Regions from separate parts of the Ovis aries genome. Here region 2 is linked to region 1. Evidence: chromatin contacts called from public Hi-C data. All regions are on one chromosome and are shown on one strand. The core of a region is the stretch at or near the end of the contact, and the rest is flanking DNA. Distances in the headings are between cores, read along the strand shown.

The links. Hi-C and Micro-C count contacts between places; a contact is called where the count stands out from the background.
Region 2: a contact with region 1 is called in a Hi-C map of hypothalamus, with 2.0 times the contacts expected there. The contact joins two enhancer-like sites. A contact is called at or near these places in 4 of 16 Hi-C or Micro-C datasets (hypothalamus, liver and skin fibroblasts).

The regions. Positions count from the first base shown.
Region 1 is chr2:51,706,507-51,711,039 of ARS-UI_Ramb_v3.0, forward strand. The region is part of intron 4 of PAX5 (paired box 5); the gene reads left to right. Among named protein-coding and RNA genes, the nearest start is that of PAX5, 46 kb to the left of the region's middle. Within about 2 kb of position 2,170, at least 4 of the 54 cell types and tissues checked have an H3K27ac peak or open chromatin away from gene starts, as enhancers often do. A contact at or near this core is called in hypothalamus, where this site is marked.
Region 2 is chr2:51,816,994-51,821,897 of ARS-UI_Ramb_v3.0, forward strand. All of the region lies in intron 8 of PAX5 (paired box 5), which reads left to right. Among named protein-coding and RNA genes, the nearest start is that of PAX5, 160 kb to the left of the region's middle. Within about 2 kb of position 1,703, at least 11 of the 54 cell types and tissues checked have an H3K27ac peak or open chromatin away from gene starts, as enhancers often do. A contact at or near this core is called in hypothalamus, where this site is marked.

The DNA.
Region 1 (4,533 bases), core at 920-3,419:
AAGCACTGAGTCCTAACCACTGGACTGCCAGGGAATTCCCATCTTTCTCTCTTTTTCAGATGATTATTTCATTTATTTTGCTAAGTCTAATGATAGGATTATTCAGGCCAGGATGAGAAGAAAAAGATATATGCACCAGAATTTACATTGGCAGAATTTTAGCTCTGCTTTGTCTTGGAAGTGAACAATTCGAGTTGTAGCTAAGGGCAGCTTGTGGTGGCAGGATGAACAGGTCACAGGGTAGAGAGGCCTGGGTTCCTAGCTGCAGTTCGCCACTATCTTGCTTTGTGATCTCAGTCAGATCCCTGCCCTCTGGATCTTCCACTTGGATGCGAAGAGCTGGCCGGATAACCCTTCCATCTCCAGATCTTGCCTCCTCCCTCCTGCCTGCTGCTCCCCCTCCCTCCTCCTCCATCTTCTCTCTCTTCGTTTCCTTTCTTTCTGAGACACAAATGCCATCCGGCACTTTTGAATGGTACTTTTGTTCCGCTAACATCTCTTTTCTGAAAAGAACGATTGGTCAGGTTTGTATCTTTTAAACGCTGGCACATTTTATCAGTTAAGAACCTGCATACTCGCTCCCAAGGCAGAGCTTGTAGGAGGCAGACAGAAACAGCCAAGGAGGAAGGTGGGGAGTGGGGTTATGGGAGACGGTGGAGGAAAACTCGCCAAATCTCTCTGAGGGCCTAACGTTTGGTCCTTCCAGAAAATGCCTTTTTTCCTGGGAGCCCCCCTTTCTGGCTCTTCCCACGAGCCTAAGCATTTTCCAGCCTGACTCCCCTCTATAGCTTCCCACAGAGTGGGGAGAGGGGAGGAGCAGGGCCTGTGCCTGAGTCACTTTTGCTCCAGGTCTCCTGGAGGAAGGGCCAGGAGCATGGGATTGGGAACTGCAAGGCCTTGGCTTTGAGTGTTGGTGATCCTGGGCAAGCCATGTCCGGCCTGTCTTATTGGCAAAGAGAGGGCAGAATTCCTTTCTCAAAGTCCTGTGTCAACTCAGAAGGAGTGTCGCGTGAGAAGGTGCTTATAAACAGTCAAGCTCCATGTAGGTATGAGTGTAGTTGTTAGGCACTTGTAGTTCATCCCAGGTGACCTTGGAGAAATTCCTTAACTTCTCCAAGGGTCAGTTTTCCCATCTGTAAAATGGGGACTCTAACCCTTAGGTCATACAATTATTGTAAGAATTTCATATGGATGTAGAACAACTGGCAAGAAGAACTGTTCTTGGCAGTGGCGGGTTCCCAGCTCTAGGCGAGTGCCCTGTCTCTTTCCCTCTCTTATTTCTTCACGGTGCCTTCCCCGAGAGGACAGCGCACAATAACGAAGCCATAAGCTTCTGAAGTCTGGCTGCCCATTTTGAAACCCAGTCGGCCTCTTCCCTAGCCTGTAACCTCTTCCCTAAGCCTCAATCCTCTTGCCTGTAAAAGAGGGATAATTATACCTACTTAAGAGGGCTGTTGAGAAGACCGGCCGGTGCCCGTGCCTGGCTCGGCCCAGAGTCGGCGCGAGTGAATGCTCGTGATTCTGCTGACCTCCGCACACCCGGACTCAGGGCCCCCGGCCGCCTTCTCCTTCAGGCCCCCTTGGCCGGCGACGAAAGCCAGGCCCGAGCGGAGCGGACGGGATTTGCTCAAGGTCGCACTAGGAGTCATGTGCCAGGATCTTTGATGAATATTCCGTGCCACTCCGCGAAATCAAGCCCCTACAAGAGGCCGAGGGCCTGGGGGCGGAGGGGAGAGGCCAGACGCTTCTCCGCCGCCGGGTGTCGGGGCGCCAAGTCGGCCCAGAACGGAGGGGGGACACCTTGCAGGAGTGCATGGTGTCTGCCTGCACCGGGCGGCGGGAGAAAGAAACGCGGCCGCGGTCAGAACTCGGCGCAAAAAGGAAGGGAGCGCGCGGCGCCCTCGGCCAGGAGGCCTCCGCCGAGTATTTGCAATTTAATTGACATTTGGCGGCAGGAAGCCAATCAGTATAAGTCAATTGACGCGCGGAGATAAAACTAATAGGCGGCCGGCGCTCCCCCAGCCGGCGCGGCCTCGGCGGGGCCGCGGGCACAGCGTGGCGGCCGCGGCGCCGCGGGCCCGGCCCCGGCAGGTACCCGCGCTGGCGCGTGTCTCGGCCCGCGAGGGGGCGGCGGGCGGCCCGCTGATTGCCGCGCAGCCCACGGCGGCGGGGAGAGGCCCGTAATGAATGACTTTATTTGTCGGGGCCCTGCTGAGAACAATTGAGTTTGTTATGGTAACAACGGATGCCAGCTTTTCGGGCCCCGGGGAGCGCGGGCGCGGCGGCAGCCGGGAGCCGGGCAGCGGAGCAGACGATGCGCGCGGAGGCAAGGGACACCGGTGGCGGGGGACCGGCCCGCCGAGTGCCAGGAGCCCAGGGGACGCTGTGCACCCCGAGCCGGCGGAGGAGAGGCCGGGCTGTCTGGGCGCCTTGGATCGAGGTGCTGGGGTGGACGACGCCCACCGCTGTCGCCTTGGACCACAGTGCAGATTTGGGCTGGGCTGGGGATTCATAAATCCCTTCCTCTCTTGTTGGACTGTCCCGTCCTCCTGGTGTCCCAGTGGTCTCTTCTTCCCTCTGCCTCTGGGTGTGAGGGGACTTCTGATCTTGTCGAGTGACAACCTGGCATCAATTTTTGTCTTTTGCTCCACTGGAAAAGTAGAAAAAGACACAAAGACATCGCTGCTGCTAGGGGGTATGGCTTGACAAATTCGGGGCTGCATTTCAGCACACCACATGTGGTGATGCTGTCTCTGTGCCCTCTGCTCTGGAGAGAGTGCCTTCATTCCATCTCTGTCCTGCCTGCTTCCCCGATCTCTGTGGCATGGCACCTCCCACAGGAAGTCCTCCTATCCCCACAAAGAAGGATGCCAGCCACATGGCTGCCTCTGAGCCCGGCAGCTTTCTCCTGCCTCCTCCATTGTTTGGTGAGCTCCATCGGCAGGGCGACTTCCAGTTCATTCCAGTGGCTCTCTCAGTGTCCAGCTTGGGAACTGGCAGGGCACAGATGTGAAGGAGTGGCTATGGGGAGGTATTTTTTTCTCTTCGATCTCTTGCTTTCCCTCTAGTTAGAGAACCAAAGGGTTCCTTTTCCTCCCTCCTCCTGACACCCGCCTCCGACCGGAAGAGTTCTCTTTTCAGACACACTATCTATCACTCATTTGTCCACTCAACAAATATTTACTGAGAACCAGCCACGTGTCCAATACTCTGGTATGAAATGCCCTTGACCTCAGGGAATTTACTTGGCAGTGAGAAAAGACAGTGCAATGCACGCGATAAATATGTCAGGTGCCTACTGTGTGCTGAGTAGTGGCCTGAATTCCTTGAGGTGGCCCAGGCTTCAGAAGGCTTGCTGAGGACTTCCCCCTCTGTCATTGCATTTAGTGATCCCTGGTGCCACCCTGTGACAACCAACCTCATCCACAATGTACAGACTGATCCTTAGCATGTTTAAGAAGCAGTACAATGTTGTGGAAGGAGCCTAGATTGGAAATCTAACACTAGTTTGCTGTGTGAACTCTGTCCATTTCTTCCCCTCTCTGGGCCTCAGTGTCCTCCTCTGCGAAATGGGGGAGCTGGAATTGATGGTCTCAGAGGACCAGTTGAGTGTGAGTGGTCCACAAGAGAGATGGAGCCAGGACCCAGGTCTCTGCTCCCAGCCCCCTCTTGCAGTGTAGTTGGTGCCGCTGACATTGAGACTGAAGCACTCACTGTGTGACAGACACCGTGTGTAACACCAGCTTTAAGAAAGTGTGGGTACTATTACTGTTGCCCTTTAGTAGATGGAAAAGATGAGAGGTTAAATAATCAGTCTAGGGTTATGCAGCTAGTAAGTTGCAGGGCTGCGATTCAACCCCAAGCAGTCTGATTTTGAGCCTGTGCGTTTGCCCGCTCTGTTAGTGGCAGAGGTGGCATATAACCCCAGGCCCCGGCAGCTCCTCTCCTGCTTTCACGCCTTCCTTAGTTCTGCCTCCTGTTTCCCAGCTCCAGACCTCATTCTGCATGTTTGCAGGGCAGCAGGATCACTGATTTGTCAAGATGTCTTTTCTCCCCTGGCTTTCTGCTCTTTGCCCTGATGCAGATGACTGAGAGAATAACCAGCAGGAGAGAGAAGCTGCTGCGGAAGCTGGGTCCCGTCTTGACTCTGTCCTAGCTAGGTTATTCTATCTGGAATTGAGTTTTTAAAAAGGAGAGGGGGAATCCAGTGATGTCTTTTAGGAACAAACTCTTATTATTCGTGCCTAAAGTACCTTTATTTATAGTCAGTTTTGGCATCTGTCTTCCTGTTCCTGAAAAAGAGTCTGGAGAGCTCTTTCTCTCCCTATAGCTCTTCCTTTTCAGAAAGATAGGGTGATAGTCTTGAGATAGTCCAAGTGGACAGAACTGAAGGGGCCTTGAATCCAGTGAATCTTTGAATCTCCCTTTTCAGAAAGATGGGGTGATAGTCTTGAGGTAGTCCTAGTGGACAGAACTGAAGGGGCCTTGAATCCAGTGAGTTTGAATCCTGTCTATTCTATCTCGCCTCTCTAA
Region 2 (4,904 bases), core at 453-2,952, 110 kb after region 1:
ACAAAAAAGGGAGCGTTTTGTCCCGACTTCATCCAGGCCCGGCCTTCCTGGGGTGGTCCCTGGCTGACCTGGCTTCTAGAACAACTTGAAGCACAGCTCCCCCACCCAGCCACCCACCCCAGCCTTGTCCTGTCCCTCCTGAGCATGGATCTTCCCCAGGCCCTCCCTGGTCAGCTACAGGAGCATCTCCTGGAATGTAGGCCGAGCTGTCCCCAGGTTGGTCAGAGCTTCGGCCTGGGACCTTGGTGAGGCCTCACTCCTGCCCTCAGTCTTTCCCCCAGAGTCAGGCGGCTGGACAAAAAGAAATGATTGTGTGTTTTCTTTTTTTCCTGCATTCGGCTGCCCTCTGGAAGTTGTGACCCAATTAGAAAATCAGACAAATAGAAAAATCTGGCCACTACCCTAGCTGAGTTTATAAAGTCTCAGCTCACATTTAGGTCTCTGCCTCCCAAACACCCGCTCAGAGAGCCCGACCGCCCAGGCTTCCTTGACCACCTGGAGCAGCCTCTGCCACTCTCCTCTGTAATTGACAATTTATTCCTCACTGACTTCCAAAATGGACTTGAGGCAGCTTCTTGATCTTTCAGTAACATCAGCCCGAACCTGAAATCCCTGTATAAAATCGGAGGACTGTGAGTGGGTCACAGGCAGAGGCCCAGGAGGGAACCAGCTGGCCCCTCCCACGAGTGGACTGGGTTTTAACGGGGTCTCACCATCCAGCTTCGTGCCCACCCTGCCCTGTGACTGGAGCTACCCAAACTGCGCTGCTGGGAATGGGGAGCTCACTTCCTTGGAAAAGGCTTCTGTCTGGATACATTCCGGAGCGTGCTTCCAAAAACGTACTTTTAATCAAAAAGATCACCAGAAAAACTGGGACAAATTGTGATTCTAGCAGTGAACAGTTGTAAATGCCAGGAGGGGTTGCCAGTTGGCAAATAAACTCTGGTGAGGCCTTGGATTAATTATACCACCAGAGAGTTGACGCGCTGGGGTCTTTCTTAACTGTCCTCATTTCTAGAATCAGTGCTGGTCTTCCTCCCTTCCTCCCTTCCTTCTCTCCCTTCGTCCCTTCCTCCCTAAGCTTCTCCCTTCCCTTGTTCTCTCCTCTCTTTCCTTCCTGCCTTCCTCCTTCCTTCACTTATTCATTCATTCATCGGACAGTCCCTGATCTCCTCCTTGGTGCTGAGCCCACTTCACGGAGTGAACAGAGAAATCATTGAATTTCTCAAGACTTTGGAGCACCCATGAGGAGAATTACCCGTATTACCTGCTCAGAATGGAAAGAAACCAGCTTGAATGTGGTGGGTTCGTGGGACTGCCAGGCCCAGGGACCCCCCCAGGGGACAGGAGGGTGAGGTCTGGGGGATGCTGGGCTGGACCAGAGATAGGAAGGGATCCCTGGCCCAAGACCAGCTCCCTCTGGGCCTCCCCTGAGAGGCTCCGAGTGAAGCCTGGTCCCCCAGAACCTCTGTCCCTAAGCGGGTGTCAGGCCCGTGTGTACAAACAGGGGTTCGGTATTTAGGAGTGGGGAGGAGCAGGGAGCTGCCCTGAATGGCTGCCCGCTTTGGAAATTTCTATGCATTTGTAATAACAAAATTACCATAATTTGCTCGTTAACGCAGCTAGATCAGTCAAGCATTGTTCCAGGCGGGCAGGGAGGCCGCGGCGCCTCTCTCTGCGCACTCTCCACCCCCCAGCCAGCCTGCCAGCCCGTTAGAGCTCTGGAAATTAGCATGCAAATGGTCCTAATTCGGCGGGCGAGCTGTCAGGCAGCGCCTCTCCGGCCTCGTCTCTGTGAAGACCCTGACAGCCCGGCTCCGGCGCCGGCCCACCCTCCTCGCTCCAGCCAGGAGGGGCTCCGAGGGGCACCTCCAGACTGACAGCTTGGCGGCCTCCCCCCCTCCGTCAGCGCCATCAGGCCTGGCGGCGGGCTCCCCGGGGAGCAGGCAGGGCTGCCACCATGCCGGCCAGCCGGAGGAAGCAGGGAGCGGGTGGCAGGGCTGCTGGCGGAGGCCGGTCGGTGCTCAGGTCCACCAGCTTTGGCTGGATGGGGCAGCGTGAGGGTGGAGTGGGGCCCCCTGACCGGGGCAGCTTGGGGCCCAGGGACCCTCTCGGCGGGTGGTTTCTGAGAGCGGGCCCCATGGGAACCCTGGGGCACTCTCTCCACCTGCACACCCACTGGAGCTAGTCAAATCCCGCCTTGCTCTCCCTTCTTTGTCTCCCGGGCCTGACTGAACATTCCTCTCAGCCTCCCCGAACCTTGAACAGCTCTGTCCGCATCTGAGCGTGCGACTCCTCCAGCTGCGAGGGAGACCTGGGGGAGGCCGAGAAGGTGTGGGGGCTAGGCCGGATGCCCTGGCCTGGCACTCGGCTCCCTTGGCCTCAGTCCTGCCTCCAGTCGCCGTCTCCCCTTTACATCTTTTATAGTCTTCCTCCAGGGGCTGTGGTGAGGATGAGGGGAGAAGGCCCCACTTTCTAGAAGTAGCTAGCATCTAGTGAGAATGTCTATGAGCAGGTCATTTCCCAGCCTGCTGGCCCTTCACAACAGCCCCATCAGGTTGGTGTTGATGGTACCCCATTTCCTAGAGGAGGAAGCTGAGACCTCAACTTACACAGAGTAACTTGCCCAAGTGGCAGGGCCAGGATCCAGTCCAGTCTTGATTGCTTAGATCCTCTTAGCAGGAGAAAAAGCAGGACCCTGAGAGCCAGACCATACTTCTGTCTCAACGGTGAAAGGTTTAATGATACCCTTATAGGCAATCTGTGCCTCTTATGGTGCTTGGAACATCCTCGATACTAGATAAATGTGGGCTGAAGGGAGAGAACCCCAGTAGCCCGGCTTGACAGTCGTTTGGGATTTGCTATATCCATTCTTATGTTCCTCTTCTGACCTGTAAGAACAGAGTGAAGAAGCAACAGCTGGAGAGAGAGAGGACGCCACGGAGCTGATCTTGAGATTTCCCCCAGGTTGTGTCTCAGGACCTTCCTCCTTCCTCCTCATGAGTGGATGCAGCCTCACTCCAAGGTTCAGGGTATGGCAAGTGGCGAGCAGGCTGAATCTCAGTCCCCACATGCCCAATCAGCTGGCTGTTCTTGTGCAGTGAGCAACCTACTCATCCCTACATGGCTGCCCTGCCCCCTTTGTCTGTCTTAAGGGAATCTTAGTGGAACTCTTGAGACTTCAGATAAACGAAGAGATGAGAGAGACCTTGAGAAATTCAAAACCCCAGCTGGCTGTCTGAGCCAGCCAAAGGAGGCTCATGAGCCTGAGCGTCTGTGGCATCGCAGCCCCACCCAGCACAGAGCATGCCACAGGGCAGATGCTCAGTGAAGTTTTGAGAAGCTTCTGAACAATGTGTGGACCAAGAGAGGAAGTAAACACACAAACATGTGCAGGGGTGGACTAAAAGCCATCTATCCTGCTCACCTCAGACCAAATGCCTTCAGTCACGGTGGCTTTTCCTTCCCACCTACTCTCTGGTTTGTTATTTGGGGGCTATGGTGTGAGCCTGAGGGAGCTTTAGGTCTCCAGGTAATGACCTCTCAGTAGCCACTGTTGGGCTACTCAGAACATATCTTGGAGAAGACTAGCTCCCCCCACCTACAACCACAGAATCCCAGGCTAGAAGGACAGCTCAGGCGTGCTTTCATTCCCACCCCAGAGGGCCGTGCTGGGCACTTCTGCACTTCCCCGGATGAGCCAGGATGGATGCTTGCAAACTTCATTTCTGCTGAAGGAAGAGTTGCCCAGGCTCCCCCTAGTGGAGAATTGGGACACATCGCCCTCCTGTGTGTGGCATTGCTGGTGTGGGCACGACAGGGCAGGATGGGACAGGACTGTCCGTTTACCCACAGTTGGTACATCCACACAGTCACTGAATTCTCACCACAACCCTGTGGGTGCGCTCCTGATCATTACTTTTGTTTAGACTCGGTGAGAGGAATGGGCTGGCCCAGGGCCATGCTGAGTCAAGACTAGAATCCAGGCGGCCCACCTGGATTCTAGTCTTCACCCTATGAATGTCCTTGGCCTCCGCCAGCTGAATGTCCTTGGCCTCACCCTATGAATGTCCTTGGCCTCCGCCAGCTGAATGTCCTTGGCCTCACCCTATGAATGTCCTTGGCCTCCGCCAGCTGACCATCTGCTTTCATGGCCACAGTGCCTGGCCCTTCCAGCCTCGTAGCTTGAAGCTCCATGAGGCCAGAGGTGCCCACTCTGTGGGTAGGTCCGTCTTTCAGCAGATGTTTGTGGTATCCTCCTTACTGGTCTCCCCAGTGCCACCCTTACCCCCTCGAGTCCATTTTCACCAGAGCAGCCAGGGTGAGCCTGTTTCAGTCTGAGTCTGGTCGTGTCCCTCTTGCTGTCTCAGAGCAGAGGCTGATGTTCTCACAAGATCTTCCTCTTCCTACTTCCCTCCTTGAACTCATCGCTGCCTGCCCCTCTCTCGCTTTTCCTCTCCAGCCTCACAGACCTCCTCTCTGCTCCTCCAACATGCCACCCACACTCCAGCCTCAGGACTTGCCTTTCCTTCTGCACAGACTGCCCTTCCCATAGATGTTCACGGGTCTGACTCTCACTTCCTTCACCTCTTTATTCGAAAGTCACCTTCTTGCTGAAGCCATCCCCAGCCCCTATATCATCTCCTTATGTTTTCTTCTTAGTGCATAATGTATGCTTTATTTTTTTCCTATTTATTGTCTGTTTATGTCACTAGAATATAAGTACCCTGAGGGCAGGAATGTCTGTTTTGTTCATGACTGCATCCTCAGTGTCTAGAGCAGTGCCTGGTGTTTAGCAAGCTCTCAGCTGACACCTGCTGAATGAGTGGGCAGATGAAACATTGTCTGCTGTATGCCCAACATCAACATAGATACACGCTGGGTCTCCCCAGCACACCTGGAGG